Linked DNA regions of Mus musculus: all the other regions are linked to region 4. A link is a contact called in public Hi-C, HiCAR-type, HiChIP or PLAC-seq and promoter capture Hi-C data. All regions are on one chromosome and are shown on one strand. Each heading gives the region's core, a stretch centred on a gene start, on an enhancer-like site or on the middle of the called end of the contact. The rest is flanking DNA. Distances are from core to core; before and after follow the strand shown.

What was found. Promoter capture Hi-C pulls out the DNA fragments that hold promoters and counts their contacts. A called contact is a pair of places that touch in the nucleus more often than the background predicts. HiCAR-type assays count read pairs that join an accessible place to other places. HiChIP or PLAC-seq counts read pairs in DNA pulled down with a chosen protein or histone mark.
Region 1: a contact with region 4 is called in a promoter capture Hi-C map of pre-B cells, with 5 times the contacts expected there. The contact joins the promoter of Retreg1 here to the promoter of Trio in region 4.
Region 2: a contact with region 4 is called in a HiCAR-type map of astrocytes, with 6 times the contacts expected there. The contact joins the promoter of Ctnnd2 here to the promoter of Trio in region 4. A contact is called at or near these places in 3 of 39 promoter capture datasets (cranial neural crest, embryonic stem cells and hippocampal neurons), 2 of 484 Hi-C or Micro-C datasets (both in embryonic stem cells) and 2 of 115 datasets of contacts at active chromatin or transcription factors (astrocytes and embryonic stem cells).
Region 3: a Hi-C map of the N1E-115 cell line shows a contact between it and region 4, with 7 times the contacts expected there. The contact joins the promoter of Zfp622 here to the promoter of Trio in region 4. A contact is called at or near these places in 1 of 484 Hi-C or Micro-C datasets (the N1E-115 cell line), 1 of 115 datasets of contacts at active chromatin or transcription factors (astrocytes) and 2 of 9 other capture datasets (adipose tissue and liver).
Region 5: a contact with region 4 is called in an H3K27ac HiChIP or PLAC-seq map of thymic regulatory T cells, with 12 times the contacts expected there. The contact joins the promoter of Myo10 here to the promoter of Trio in region 4. A contact is called at or near these places in 2 of 39 promoter capture datasets (liver and pre-B cells), 1 of 115 datasets of contacts at active chromatin or transcription factors (thymic regulatory T cells) and 1 of 9 other capture datasets (adipose tissue).

Annotation. Positions count from the first base shown.
Region 1 is chr15:25,841,963-25,844,662 of GRCm38.p6, forward strand. Retreg1 (reticulophagy regulator 1) reads left to right here and starts at 1,336. Exons shown (of 9, transcript NM_001034851.2): 1 at 1,336-1,650. The coding sequence starts at 1,382.
Region 2 is chr15:30,171,108-30,173,876 of GRCm38.p6, forward strand. Ctnnd2 (catenin (cadherin associated protein), delta 2) reads left to right here and starts at 1,427. Exons shown (of 23, transcript NM_008729.3): 1 at 1,427-2,056. The coding sequence starts at 2,020. Gm31953 (a long non-coding RNA gene) reads left to right here and starts at 2,063. Exons shown (of 2, transcript XR_875097.3): 1 at 2,063-2,696.
Region 3 is chr15:25,982,920-25,985,619 of GRCm38.p6, forward strand. Zfp622 (zinc finger protein 622) reads left to right here and starts at 1,447. Exons shown (of 6, transcript NM_144523.3): 1 at 1,447-2,264. The coding sequence starts at 1,631.
Region 4 is chr15:28,024,316-28,027,128 of GRCm38.p6, forward strand. It overlaps Trio (triple functional domain (PTPRF interacting)), which reads right to left and starts at 1,533. Exons shown (of 57, transcript NM_001081302.1): 1 at 1,025-1,533. The coding sequence starts at 1,181.
Region 5 is chr15:25,621,165-25,623,887 of GRCm38.p6, forward strand. Myo10 (myosin X) reads left to right here and starts at 1,386. Exons shown (of 41, transcript NM_019472.2): 1 at 1,386-1,866. The coding sequence starts at 1,846.

The sequences.
Region 1 (2,700 bases), core at 86-2,585, 2.2 Mb before region 4:
TGCAGTTTAAAGGAGAAATCTCTTGGCACTGAGGATTTCCATCACAGCGTTTATCAATTGTAAGTGATACCTTTTGGACTGTGAGTCTCTTGCAGGTAGAAGTCACATCCACAGGACCCAGCAGTGTACCAGGCACACAGTGGGTGGTCAACCAACTTTTGTGTGAACCCTAGACTTGTGATTCCTTCAAATACAACATTCATTTAGATAACTGTCCACGTCTAGCCTGTAATGTGTAAATAAATGTTTACATTCATAGACACAGAGGCCCTCTAGATTAGCATTACAAACTTTAACCCAGGGGCGGTGGTCTCTCTTTGCTTTGAGAACGCACCAAATTCATCCCGTGAATGCAGGCTGGATACAGAGTATGCCCAGAGGATACCAGGTACCCCTGATGCATCGACTCTCATGATTGCAGGAGGGGATTTCATTCTAGAGAAACGAACAGAGACTGGACATGCACAGCAGTCCTTTAGTTTTTCCCACAACCAGGAGAACCACATGGGGAGCTCCGGTATTCTTCGACCTCTGAGGCCGCCCTGTGACAGGCACATCGGATCTACTGAAACACCTCTAAAACTTGGCACACTAGCAGAGGCAGGCCACAGGCCACCCTCTGCCTTCTCTGCTTCCTGATCAGCTCAATGACATTCTGCAAAGAACAACTCACTTAACTGGAAGCGACTTTCACCAGCGTGTGCCCTGTGGTCTGGCGGGTCCTCACTCTTGAAATCAGAGGGCCAAACCGGTTCTTCCTTGACTCCAAGTGTGCTTTTCTTCCTTTCCCAAGTCAGCGTTTCTATCTGACACAGTTAGGCAGGGTGTTCCTGCAAGGGACCTGGACAAGGGCTGAGTCCTAAGTGCTAAAATACATGGCCAGGGGCACCCAGCTATTTTCTTCAATACTAAAGGATGGACGACTTGTCTGCTCTGGCTGGAGAAAGTGAGAATGCACCACCTTCCCCCTTTTAAAATCCAAAGCCCAGACTTCCCTTGGGGGCGAGTCCTCTACCTGGCCCCCTCAACTGGAAGGAAAGAGGAAGTATTTTCGTTGGTCCCAGGCTCTCCAGGGACGCCGCCCAGCTAGCACCCACGGATCCGAGCCCAGGATGTGCAGCCAGACCCAGGGCGGCCCCGCCCCTACACGAACTTGACCGCACCCTCTTTCCCGGCGCGGCCAGGCCTGACGTCACAAGGCACCCAGCCGCCAGCACCCCGCGGTGCGCACCCTGCGCCCCGACCGGTCCCCCGTTGTCTCCGCTGCTCTCCCGACGCTCACCGCCAGGCGCGCGCGCGCGCGTGCCCGCCCACCCGCCCGCCCGCCTCCCTCCCTGTCCCCGTCCCCATCCCCGTCCCCGCCAGCAAAACACCGCTGAAGATGGCGAGCCCGGCGCCCGAGGAGCACGCCACACAAGGATGCCCGGCTACCGAGGAGCAGCCGCCGCGGCCTGGAGTTCCCGGAGAGGAAGCAGGGCCAGAGGGCGCGGGGCCGCAGGTGGAGGAGGCCGCCGGGAGGGTGGCCGCCGCCCTGACCTGGCTGCTCGGGGAACCCGTGCTGTGGCTGGGCTGGCGCGCAGACGAGCTCCTGAGCTGGAAGAGGCCGCTGCGCAGCCTGCTCACCTTCCTGGGTGCCAACCTGCTGTTCTGGTGAGCGCTCGGGCTGGGTGGGGGCGCCCCAGAGGGCAGGTCACCTTGGGGCGCCCATGGCCGGATGTGGCCTGGCTGGGGGGGTTGCGGGGGCCTCTGCGGTGGAAGTGAAGCCTGGTCCCACTTGCTTGGTCACCTGTCTGAAACAGGTAGTCACCCATTTCAACTTTCCTCTAGACGCACTTCCCTGTGAGTGGCTGTCACCCTTGCTGCGGGTGTCCAGTCTCCAAGGGGAGGTGATGATGGTCAGCTGACCCACGTGAGCTCCTGTATCTAGGGATGGTCCAGAGCTCTTGAAAACTTCGGCCCTGGTATTGTTAACTCTCAGGTCTTGACCTGTACTTTCAAGTATGGGGGGTTCAGAGGCCCGAGGGCTTGAATTAATTTTTTGCACCCGCGGAGGCATATCTGGGCCACCTTAGGTACATTCTATATGCTGCTGCCTTCGTGGGCCACCAGAGATGGGCAGTGAATGATTTGTTTTTCTTTCCCCTGGAGGGTAGGGTTTACTGTCTTAGATCCCAGATGAGAAAGCAGGAGGTAAACAAACAGGTGGATTAGGTACAGCGCCCCGCCCCAAGACTGCACAGCTGTGGGGGTGGGGTGGAGGTGGAGGTGGGGGGTGGGTGGGTAGTAATTTCAGAGAAACTCCAGAGGGAATAGGGGAGGGATTTTCTTTGAGTAGCCCCCAATCAACAGGTTTGCCTCACCAGAAAGTGTTCTGCCTAGGTAAGCATCAGGCAGCGTCTGGCTCCATCACGGAACCATGAGCCGTATCGTCTGGTACTAGTTCATCAAGGGGGAAAAAAAACCTTTGTTTGCTAAGTGCCTTCATAACAAACAGGGCCCTCGAAGTTCCGAATAAGCAGTTTCCCTAACAAGTACCTATTTACAGGACGTAGGTTTCTTAACCCCAAAGTTGGGAAATAAATAAATGCATAAAAAGAGACGTAGCCTGTTATTTTTTTCTTCAAGATTAATAACTTGAGCAACGTGAAGGATTTTCTTCAGCTCCCCGCTGGTCTTGGTTTACTCTGAAAACGAGCTGTG
Region 2 (2,769 bases), core at 177-2,676, 2.1 Mb after region 4:
ACACACACACACACGAGATGTGACAGCTGGTGTGCCTTACAAGCCCCAAATTCCAGATTCAACTGAAGCTGATGTGGGAAAAAAAAAAACAAAAAAACAAAAAAACAAAAAACCAAACCTGCAAATGACCACATATCTTCCCTCACAGGAATCAGGCTATGTTAATGTCACACCAGCTTCGAAGGAGAACCTACACTGGAGAACAACTTTTGGGAGTGAGACTGAGCCTACTAGAGGTAGATGGAATGACTGACGGTGCACATTTCCCTGTTGTGAACAGTCATTACTCAATCTCTTGTCTGTTCCTTTACATATTTAGTCTGCTTAACTTTTCTTTCCACTTGCCTCAGCCTTTCACTAACTCCAGAGAATAATAGAGGCTATCTCAGATTTAATGCAAGCATTTTGACCTTGTTGGATAATCTCTTGCAAACTGAATAGAAATGTCCCTGAGATTACTGAAGCTGGAACCCCTCTTATTACAAGTTCGGGGTTCCTGGTCCATTTATCTGTGTCTCAGAAAATGGCTCTGGGAAAGAGTAGGGTGGGGTGGGCTGGCTTCAAAGTAAGGATCTTTGGTGGAATAATTATGGGACGTATTTGTCCTGCATGTGACTGACAGACTTTGCAGCCACACAGGGACATAGATGAAGGTCCTGAGGGCCTGCCTGCCTTGGAACTTGGCATGGGTTTCGTTTTCCAACAAGACTTTTCATAGTGTGACTTTGCTTGCTAGATTTAGCACTCTGTGTTGCCTAATGACTGACTAACTGAGAGACATTCGGAAATCTCAGTTGGAAATGGAGCAAGCTTCACAGACTCCACCGCGGTCAGTGGAGGAGGAGCAAAGTTTTCATTTTAGCACGGGACAATGGAAGAGAAGAGGAAAACAGTCGTGGAGGTGTCCAAGAAGACAACTGGGTGAGACGTGACAGGAAGACGAAGAGAATTCATTAAAGCTCTAGATCCAGCAAGGGTCTTCCTTGTAGGAAGTTTACTCATATTCCAGATTTTAAAACCAGACTGAGTTTGCATAAAGCATAATCAGAGCAGGAGGTGGTGGAGATGGGGCCCCAACACTACGAAAGAACCTTTCACAGACGTCATGCGTTCTTTGCTTTGGAACCCTAGAATCTACAAGAACATCCACCCCCATCCACTAGCTTTCATGGCTGGCCCGGTGCTCTCCTTAACTCACAAGCTACTCTAAAACCCCTCAATCGCTGCCCCTTTGCAGACCAACATCTGCCCCGCAGAATCAACTCTCCGCGTAGGCTCTATCTCGGGTGCTGTCTGTTCCCGGGGATGCGCGGCCCTCTCCCAACCTGAGCCGCCTCCTCCCATCTCTGCTGCTGTTGCTGCCGCCGCGAAAACCAGAAGTGGAATTCGCGTGGCGAGGCGCCGCGCTCTCTCGGCGGCACTGGGCATGCTCCGCACCCGGGGCAGGTTTCGGTGGTGGGGCGGACGCTCGCTCGCTCACTAGCCAAGCGCCGGAGCCGGCCGCCGCGGCTGAGCCGGAGGCTGAGCTGCGGCGCGCGGCGGGAGGAGCCTCGCTCTCGGCGGCGGCGGCGGCGGCGGCGACACAGGTGGCGCGGGCGGCGCGCAGGGCGCAGCTCGAGAGCGCTCGGCGCCGGGCGCCAGGGCGGCCCAGGCTCGCGCCCGCGGCGGCAACCGGCCGAGCGGAGCGGCGGGCGCGGCGGCTCGGTAGCCCGGCCCGAGCCCGGGGAGCCCCGCGGAACCCTGAGCATCCCGCGGCGCCCGCCGAGTCGGGCAGGGGGCGCTACGCTCGCCGCGCTCGGAGGGGCGGCCGGGCCGGGCGCTGCGCACTCGCGTCGGGAGCCGCCTCTCGCCTGCCGCGCTCGCCCCTGCTCCCCGCCAGCATCACTTGTCCCGCGGCCGCGCTCCGACAACAAAAGCGGAGGATGCTGCAGCTGGGCAAGGTCAGGACCTTGCTCTGAAGCCGGGCGGCGGCGCGCACGCCTTTCCCCCGACTGAGGAGCTGTCTTTGGCGGCGGGTGCATGTTCGCCAGGAAGCAGTCGGGCGCCGCGCCGTTCGGTGAGTTGCCTTAGCTGAGCTGCTGGAGCCGGGCGCATCCTCCGGGCGTCGTCCTCTTGCTCACCGCCGGTGGGGGTTGGTCCTCCGCTTCCAGCGGGGCTAGGGGTGGCGGCGGGCGGCAGTGGGGTGCTGTCTGCCCCGGGGGAGGACCGCGATCCTACCGGCTCCCCTCTTGGAAGGCGGCTCTCCCCGCAACGGGGTCCGGGGTCAGTGTCTTTCTTGGAGCGGTTACCAAGTGGCTTCTCCGCGTGCTCCCCTCCCTGCCACCCCTCTACCTCGGAGGACGCGTATATAGGGCAACACCGACTGCTCCCCGCCACCCTCCAGAGCAACCCGGTTGCATTCATGACGTCCCTAATATACCGGAGAAGACGGGGTGGGGGCGGGGAAGACTTCCTTCCAGTCTTTTGCCCTTATGTTCAATGTCATTACGATGTTTGGCTAGAACAAAATGGAAAGACTTAGTCATATGCGTCCATGGCCGTTTCTTCAGTCTCCCGCTGCTCGCCAGACCCAGACCCCTTTGGTCTATATTTAGCGTTTCCGAGGAAGCATTTTCAGAGGGATTCACAGGCTTCCGGGGGCTTCTCTGTCCTGACAATAGATAGCGAGGCTCTGGAAAGCGCTGCCTGACAGCCAGGTTTGGCAAGGGTGCTTGTGCATGGGAGATAGGCGTAGCGATATTTGGGTGATTCGTAATTAATGGCTGAAAG
Region 3 (2,700 bases), core at 197-2,696, 2.0 Mb before region 4:
TAGGAGAGGGCAACATTTGGGATATAATTATAATAATAACAAAAACAACAACAACACAAAAAAAATACTGGCATTATTTTTGACAAAAGGCTCTAGAACCCCCCCCCCCCCAAAGGCATTTGGGCAAAGGTTTACAAAAGGGAGCAAGCTGGCAGAAAGATATTCAGGCAGAATAGCATAGCAACGGATTTCTAACACAATACCAAAAATATACTTGCTTAACCTGTTAGAACAATTGACATTGAATCAGGGTGAGTTAAAGGCAGGGATAGAACAGAGGATTTGCCAGGCAGTGGTGGCATACGCCTTTAATCCAAGCACTTGGGAGGCAGAGGCAGGTGGATTTCTGAAGGTCGAGGCCAGCCTGGTCTACAGAGTGAGTTCCAGGACAGCCAGGGCTACACAGAGAAACCCTGTCTCAAGAAAAAAAAAATCGAACTGATATGAATTGCTGCTGTTATACACACAGGGTCTCCAAGGTTTAGTACCCACGATGGAGCGTAAAATCACAGATAGATCCTTTTAAAGTTTTAGATGCTGAAAGAGTATTTCGATCATTAAAAGCAACTTCACCTAGTTTGACTTTTTTGTTTGTTTGTTTTTATTAGGTATTTATTTCATTTACATTTCCAATGCTATCCCAAAAGTCCCCCACACGGTCCCCCACCCACTCCCCTACCCATCCACTCCCACTTTTTGGTCCTGGCGTTCCCCTGTACTGGGGCATATAAAGTTTGCAAGTCCAATGGGCCTCTCTTTCCACTGATGGCCAACTAGGCCATCTTCTGATACATATGCAGCTAGAGACACGAGCTCTGGGGGTAATGGTTAGTTCATATTGTTGTTCCACCTATAAGGTTACTTTCTCTAGCTCCTCCACTGGGGGCCCTGTGATCCATCCAATAGCTGACTGTGAGCATCCACTTCTGTGTTTGTTAGGCCCGGGCATAGTCTCTACTTTGACTTTTTATATGGCTACTTGGATTTAAAAATCTCACATGTGGCTCGGATTATATTTTGTGGGACAGTGGCTAGGCTGTACTTTCGGCTCCCAGCAGGGAATCTTTTCTGTTCAAGAGCTCTGACCGCCCCCTTCGCTGCAAAGAGCTTGGGTCGGTTTGGCCTCCGGAAGTTCCACGCTGTCGCCACGTTTGATCCCCCTTTCCAGAGGCGCGAGAGACAGTCTTGACGGGATCCATCTCTCAAGAGCAGTCCCAGAACCATCCCAGGCACCCACGCCCTTCTTTCCCTCACAAGCCCATCCCTCTGACCTCGTCACGGCAAGCGACACAACCGCTAAGCCCTCAGGAGGCAGCGGCATCCTCCAGGCACACGCCCACCTTTGATTGACAGGGCGGATCCAGGCGCGAAGAGAGCGACATGAAACTTCGTCATTTCCGGGGACCCAGGCGGGCCTTCTTAAGCCAGCTGCCAAGAGTTTCCTGTGCGAGTCGGAAGTTCCCTCACTTAGAACTCGGAAGTTCCCTCACTTAGAGCCCGGAAGCTGGTGTCTGGTGTGTCTTTTCCTGGCTGTGGGCGAAGGAGGTTCTCTGCGTTTGTGGGACTAGAAGGCGGCCGGTCAGGCTTAGAAGGTTCTCGGCTGGGTCGTCTCTGTCTTCCGGGCCCGGGGATGGCGGCTCTCACGTGCATCACCTGCCGGGTGGCGTTCCGCGACGCGGAGCTGCAGCGGGCGCACTACAAGACGGACTGGCACCGCTACAACCTGCGGCGCAAGGTGGCCGCCATGGCCCCGGTGACGGCCGAGGGCTTCCAGGAGCGGGTGCGGGCGCAGCGCGCGGTGGCCGAGGCGGCGGAGGCGAGCAAGGGCGCGGCCACCTACTGCACGGCGTGCGGCAAGAAGTTCGCCACCTTCAACGCCTACGAGAACCACCTCGGCTCCCGGCGGCACGCCGAGCTGGAGCGGAAGGCGGTGCGGGCCGCGAGCCGGCGCGTGGAGCTGCTGAACGCCAAGAACCTGGAGAAGGGGCTGGGCGCGGACGGCGTCGACAAGGACGCCGTGAACGCCGCCATCCAGCAGGCCATCAAGGCCCAGCCCTCCACGTCCCCCAAGAAAGCGCCCTTCGTGCCCACGGACGAGTGCGGGAGGGCGGCGGCGGGCGCACGGGGCGTCCCGGAGCGAGACCCGACGGAGAAGCCGCCCCGGCTCCAGTGGTTCGAACAGCAGGCGAAGAAGCTGGCGAAGCAGCAGTGGGAGGACGGAGAGGAGGAGGGAGAGGAAGAGGAGGAAGACGACGAAGACGAAGGTAGGTAAGGGTCCTGTCGGGGTTGGGGCGAGCGGGAGGCTCCGGGAGACATCGCGATGGAGACGAAGGGCTGGGTCCACGTTCAGCGATGTCGCCCTCCCCTGAGGCCCCCAGCCCGAGCCTTCTTCAGTGTTTACCTTTGCGACATCCATTCCCAGGCTGGACCCTGACTTTCTTCTTATCCTTTTACCGCAGCCTTTGAGGGAGTGGGGTTCCAGGCCCAGGGCATCCCGCCTGGATTTAAAGATGTTTCCTGGTTTATGACTTTTAACTAGTTAAGCAGATGGATTGTAGGCCTCCATACTTTTTTGGTGTTTTTTTGGTTTTTCGAGACAGGGTTTCTCTGTGTAGCCCTGGCTGTCCTGGAACTCACTCTGTAGACCAGGCTGGCCTTAAACTTTAGAAATCCCCCTGCCTCTGCCTCCCAAGTGCTGGG
Region 4 (2,813 bases), core at 283-2,782:
GATCCTGACCTGGGCCGCCCTCTCTGGCTCTCCAGCGCGGAGTCTGCATCCTCACTCCCAAGCCTGGCCGGCCAGGGACTGCTCTCCGAACTGCAGGCCCCCGGCCGCCGCTGCCCTCCGCCGCCTCCCGGACGCGCAAGCAAACCGGACTGCACGCAGGGACGCGCGGACGCGAGCCGGGCTCGCGCGGGATCTGGGCCGGGCCGGGCTTGGAGGAGGCGCCGTTACCGGGGTCCCCGGGACGCCCCGTCACGCCCCCTGCGCAGCACACCAGCGCCCCTCCCGCCCGCCGGGCTCCGGGCTAGCCTCCTCCTCGGCCACCTCCGGCTCGCCAGAGCGGACCCTAAACTGCCCCTCACTGCCTCCAGGTCCACGCCACCCACGCAGTGCCCGCCAGCCCTGGTCCCACGCCTCTCCCAAGGGCCACCACGGTCCCAGATGTCCTTCCCGGGCCTCCCCCAGAAACAATGGCTCGACCCGACCGCCGCCTCAGCTCGGCCACCGTCCTCGGTTCCTGGGCTGAGGTGCGATGGCTGCCCCGTTTCACAGAACCGTACACCAAGGCTGGATGACAGGCTAGAGCCCCGAGTCGGGACACTCGCTGATAATGGGGTTGGTGGTCCAGCTACCAGCGGCCCAAAAGCTATTACAGGGCAGAGCTGCTGTCCCCGGTCCCGGTGAGCTCGTCCTCCGGGACACCGGCCTCCGCCCACGCCGTCCCCGCCGCCGCCTCCTCGGCCCTCCAGCAAGAGACAAAGAGCCGGCGCCCCTACCCGCGGGGCCGTGGCCGCTGAAACGGGAGGCCGAGGGGTGTCTAGCCTGGCACGAGGGGCGAGCGCCGGGAAAGCGAGTGAAGGCGCCCGGGACGAGCCGCAGCACAAGGGCGGCGTGGGTAACCTGACACGCCGGCGTGGATCGCAGAGCCCCGATGCGGCGACAGGGACGAGAGCGCGCAGGGCTATACCGGGCCGGAGATCCGGGCGCGCCGGGCCGGCCGAGCGCGCGGGGCAACCGCGGTACTCACCGGATCGGAAGAAGGCCGCGATGTCGGCTAGGTCCTTGGCGGCCTCCTCGGCGCCCTCGCCGGCGCCGCCCCCGCAGCCGGAGCCCGCCGCGCTGGCCGCTGCCGCGGGGCCGGAGGACGCGGCCGGGGCGGTGGCACCGCCGCTGCTGCCGCTCATGGCTTCGGCGGCGGACGAGCCCGCCTCGGGCCCCGCGCCCCTAGCTCCGCGCACCCAGCCGCCTGCGCCTGGCCTGGCGGCGCCGAGCACCCAGCTGCCCGCGCCCGGCGCGCGGACGCACAGCCCCGGGGCGGCGGGCGGCGGCGGCTCGGCCCGAGGAGCGCGCCCACATAGACGAGGACACCGCCCGGGAGCCGCGAGCCTGGCGCGGAGCGGGCGCGCGGAGCCACGGCCTCGGCGTGGCCGGCCGGGGCACGGGCAGCGGCGCGGACACGCGAGGGCGGGGGCCGGGGCTGCGAAGCTCCGCGATCACGAACGCCGGCGGCAGCAGCGAGCCTCCATCTTGCTTTCCGACGGGGAAGGAAGGAGGGGGAGGGAGAAATCACGGCCGAGGGAGCCCGGGTGAAAGGAAAGGGAGAGCAGGGAAAGGAGAGGAAGGAAAAAGAGGGGCTTCGGGAATTTCCGGAGAGCTTCGTTAGCGGCCGGAGCGTGGGCTCGGCTGGTGGGCGGGGCCTTTTGTGGGCGGGTCCTGGAGGGGCGGAGCCGCGCCTGGGAGCCCGGAGGGCGAAATGGAGTGGCTGAGAGAGAACGTGGAGCGGGCCAGGTCTCCTCCTCCAGGGCTGCTCCAAACCTGGGAGGAGCAGGAACAAGTGTGACCGAGCCACACTGGCCTTCCAGGACGGGCACTGCGCCCCCTGCCAGGACTCTCGCGCCTGCACTGCAAGCGGTCCTAGCGCTGGAGCGTTTTCATTATTATTTATGTCACCCGCGGGGCCGAGCGACCAGGATATGGAGCTGGTGTGGCCTTCGCAGGCACAGCGCTGTCACTGGCATGTAGAAGGGGCGGGATAATTGTTGAATGAGCAGAGAGGCAGTGAAAACAGATTATCTGCTCTAGTCTACCGTCTCCTTGTATGTAAAAAGCAGGCGCGAGAGAGGGGGTGCTTGCGGGGAATCCCCATCTCCCAAGTGTGCTGGGTCCTCAGGCTACCCAGATGTAGTGGGAAGATGATGGAGGCAGGGGAGACCAGAGGAAAGGGACTTTTAAAGAAAATGTACGTTAAATCAGATGTGTGGAATATCAAATTCTGCTTTATGTCACGGCTGCAAGATGAGTGCAGTGAAGGAATGGGCGCCGGGTAATTGAGAATCACATGCAGGAGAAAACAGATCAACAAATTCCATCAAACTACACCCCGCACCTATGTTTAACGGGAGAACGATGATTAAGTGACCACCAGATCTTTTCCCCTTGGCAGTCTCAGACAAGCAAGGGAAAAGGGCTAGAAGGCTTGGTTTCGGTCAGGATGAAGTTTGAAGACACCCATAGGAATTTGTGTTCACCTTGCAATAGGTGTGTGTAAAGATCTACAGCTGTGTGCTTATATTTTGGACCGCATGATAGTACATATGCCTGTATTTTCTTGCTCTGTCAATTAATTGGCCCTGGAAACACCTAGCGTTTTGATGACTGTCTCTCTGCCTCTCATGTGTGCCTGCACGCACTATCGACATTTGTGTTTTGGGTCTGTGTTTATATGAATACAAGAGGTAGGTACCCAGTGTCTAACTCAGTCATCCACTTCTCACCTTAGTTTTTTTGGAGCAGAGTCTCTCACTGAATCTGGAGTT
Region 5 (2,723 bases), core at 136-2,635, 2.4 Mb before region 4:
ATGGTTCACATGTTCAGCCATTTCATTCAGTCTGAGCACAAGCTTCGACTCTCCCAACTGCAGGTGGATAGGACATCAAGAAAAAGCCAAATATGTGATTGATCTTCCAACATCTGGAAAAAAAAAAAAAAAAAAAAAAAAACCTAAGAAGCGGGTACCTAACCAGGCAGGGTGCAGCTTGGGATAGTGAAGGCTGTGTCTGTTTCCAGAAAGACTGCCCTGGAAAGTATCTTTCTCAAGCGGCTGGCAGTTAACAAATCCTTTAAGTAGAACTTCTCAAGTCAGTTCATTGTTGTTCCCAGCTTGCCAGTTAACAACCTGCTGCTGGACCAGCTGTGTGGTTCCGGAGTGAGTCTGACAACACCCAGCCGGTTGGTTCAAAGGGTTCATAGATCCAGTACTTGGGTGACCTGATCTTGCTAAACTGCTACAGAAGGAAACTCCTTCTGAGCTGTTGGGAGTTCTTTCTGCAGTGGGCCAAGCACCAGCTTTGGAGGGCCCTCTGGACTCCTGTTAGGAAAGCAGACTTAGGAATCCCAGTCCGTGTTACAGGATCCCCAGATTCCTGGCCACAATAAAGCTGGAGTTGTCTCGGTGAGAATCAGGACTGACTCCTGGTGAACCGAGAGCAATTACCCATCTCTCTCGCATCTGCTCTACTTCCTTTACGTCCAGAAAAAGAGGTTACAGTTACAAGTGCTATAGGACACGTCCCCTTCCAGTATACAAAACATTTCCCTGTGGCTATCAAAAAACCCACTTGGAGCAGAGAAACTCAACAAGGAAAAGCAGCTTTCAAAAGTTCAGATTCCTGTTTTCCGCTTCCTGTCCTGGGATCGCACGATAGAGTCGCAATGATGAGATCCACGTGGAGCAGGTTCTTGGGGTGTCTAACATTCACCGCCGTGGGGCCCCTCCTCTTCAGTCCCGGGTAACTTTCTAGTATCTACGATCAGAGGGAAGAGTCAAGTCATCTAATAGCGCCTAGGCCGGTGGCAAGAAGACCCAGGAGAAGCACACTGCTCTATGGATTCAGAGTGGATCTAGGCGGTAGCTGGGACTCCGCGCACCCGCCGCTCTCAGGGAAAGCACAGGGCAGGGCTCCGAGGGGCGGGGCCGCGCATCCGGTGGGCGTGGTTTGGGTGGTAGCTGGGAGAGGGCGCGGCATGTAGGAAGCCCGAGCAGGCTGTGGGCGGGGCTATAATGGGCGTGACCAGGAGTCGAGTAGGCGGGGTTTGGGTATATTTGAGAGCAGACGCTCAGTCTCCGCAGGTTGGAGGAGTTTCTGGGGGCGGGGCCAGGTCCGTAGGAGGCGTGGCTTTACTCGTGGAGGCGTGGTTATATATTGGGGGCTGGGATTGAGGGCGGGGCGGACCGAGCACAAGGGTAAGCGAGACCGGAGAGCTGGTGAGAGCCGGCCGCGCCTGGGGCGGGAGAGCTCACCGTTGTTGGTTTGCTGGTGATCCGAAGTCGTCCACCCCACCCCCGCTGGGACCGAGCGCCCCCGGCGGAGCTCCAAGGGAGGCAGGCGCGTCGCCAGCCCCTTGCCGGCCCTCCCCCAGCTCGGGAAGAATGTGCCACCAGCTGTTCTCCTCCCGGGAGCACTTCGCCCAGAAGTGAGGAACTTGGAGGAAGGAGAGACAAAGGCTGTGGTTGGGACAGAGGAGGTCCGAGACGCGGACAAAAGGTGCGGAGGAGCAGCAGCGACCGGGGGATGGCAGAGCGGCGGCTCCGCGGGCTGGAGTCGCCCCGAGGCGCACCGTGACACGCGTGGCTTCCCGGGACCTGCCGCTGCGCTGACTTCCGCGACTGGAGCCGTGCCGGGAAGGTGCGGGCGCCGGAACAATGGACAGCTTCTTTCCCGAGGTGAGTGAGTGGCGGGGAGGACCTGGCTGAGACCGGGACCCGGACCGGCACACCGAGCGCGCCCCAGCGCCTGCGCGTCCCCAGGAGGGGAAACTTTGTGGGAATCTCCTGAAACCCCACTCCCTCCGCCGGCCCCGAGTCTCGGATGAGTAAGCCTAGGCAGGTTTGAGTTTGTCCTGCGCTCGCATGTCCCCGGGCGTGGGTGGCTAGCTGACACTCCGCGCCAGGTGAGTCCCCGGGCGCCGGGTGGGGGAGAGCTGCGGACCGGACGGCTCGGGTGCAGGAAACGCGGTAAAAGGCGCAGCCGGGAGGTGCCTTGCTCCAAGAAAGGTCTGGGACTTCCTTTGCTGAACGTGCGGGCTTCCTGTGGCTTCCAGAGGAGCCGGCTAACGAAGTGTGAGCCGGCCGGCTGGGTCCTCGGTCACTGCTTGCCCTGCCTCATTGGGCTTTCAAGTCTGGGGTCCTTACTTTACTAGTACTGCTCAGGTCGGGTTTGCAGATAATTCCAGAGTACGAGACCGAATGATCTTGTTTTTAATGCCATTTTTTTTGGCAGATCTTGAATTCGAGTTTAAATAAAATTTGTTTAGGGCAAACAATGGTTATTTTAGAAGATGAAACCGATGCCCGCTTTAGGGTCTTTGAGGGCGGGACACCACAGTTACTTGAGACGGGACTTGAAAGTTCCCTTTTCCCCCAGGGATGGAGAGCCGCTCTGGTTTCTTGGCCCCGATTCCTTTCTTGGTTGTGTTTATTTAATAAATTCTGTTTAAGTTTTGAGGTTTGAAGTGGCTCAGAGTAAACTTAGCTGACTTTGAGAGAGGCTGATGAGATTTTTTGCTGAAAAGTCAGGGTGA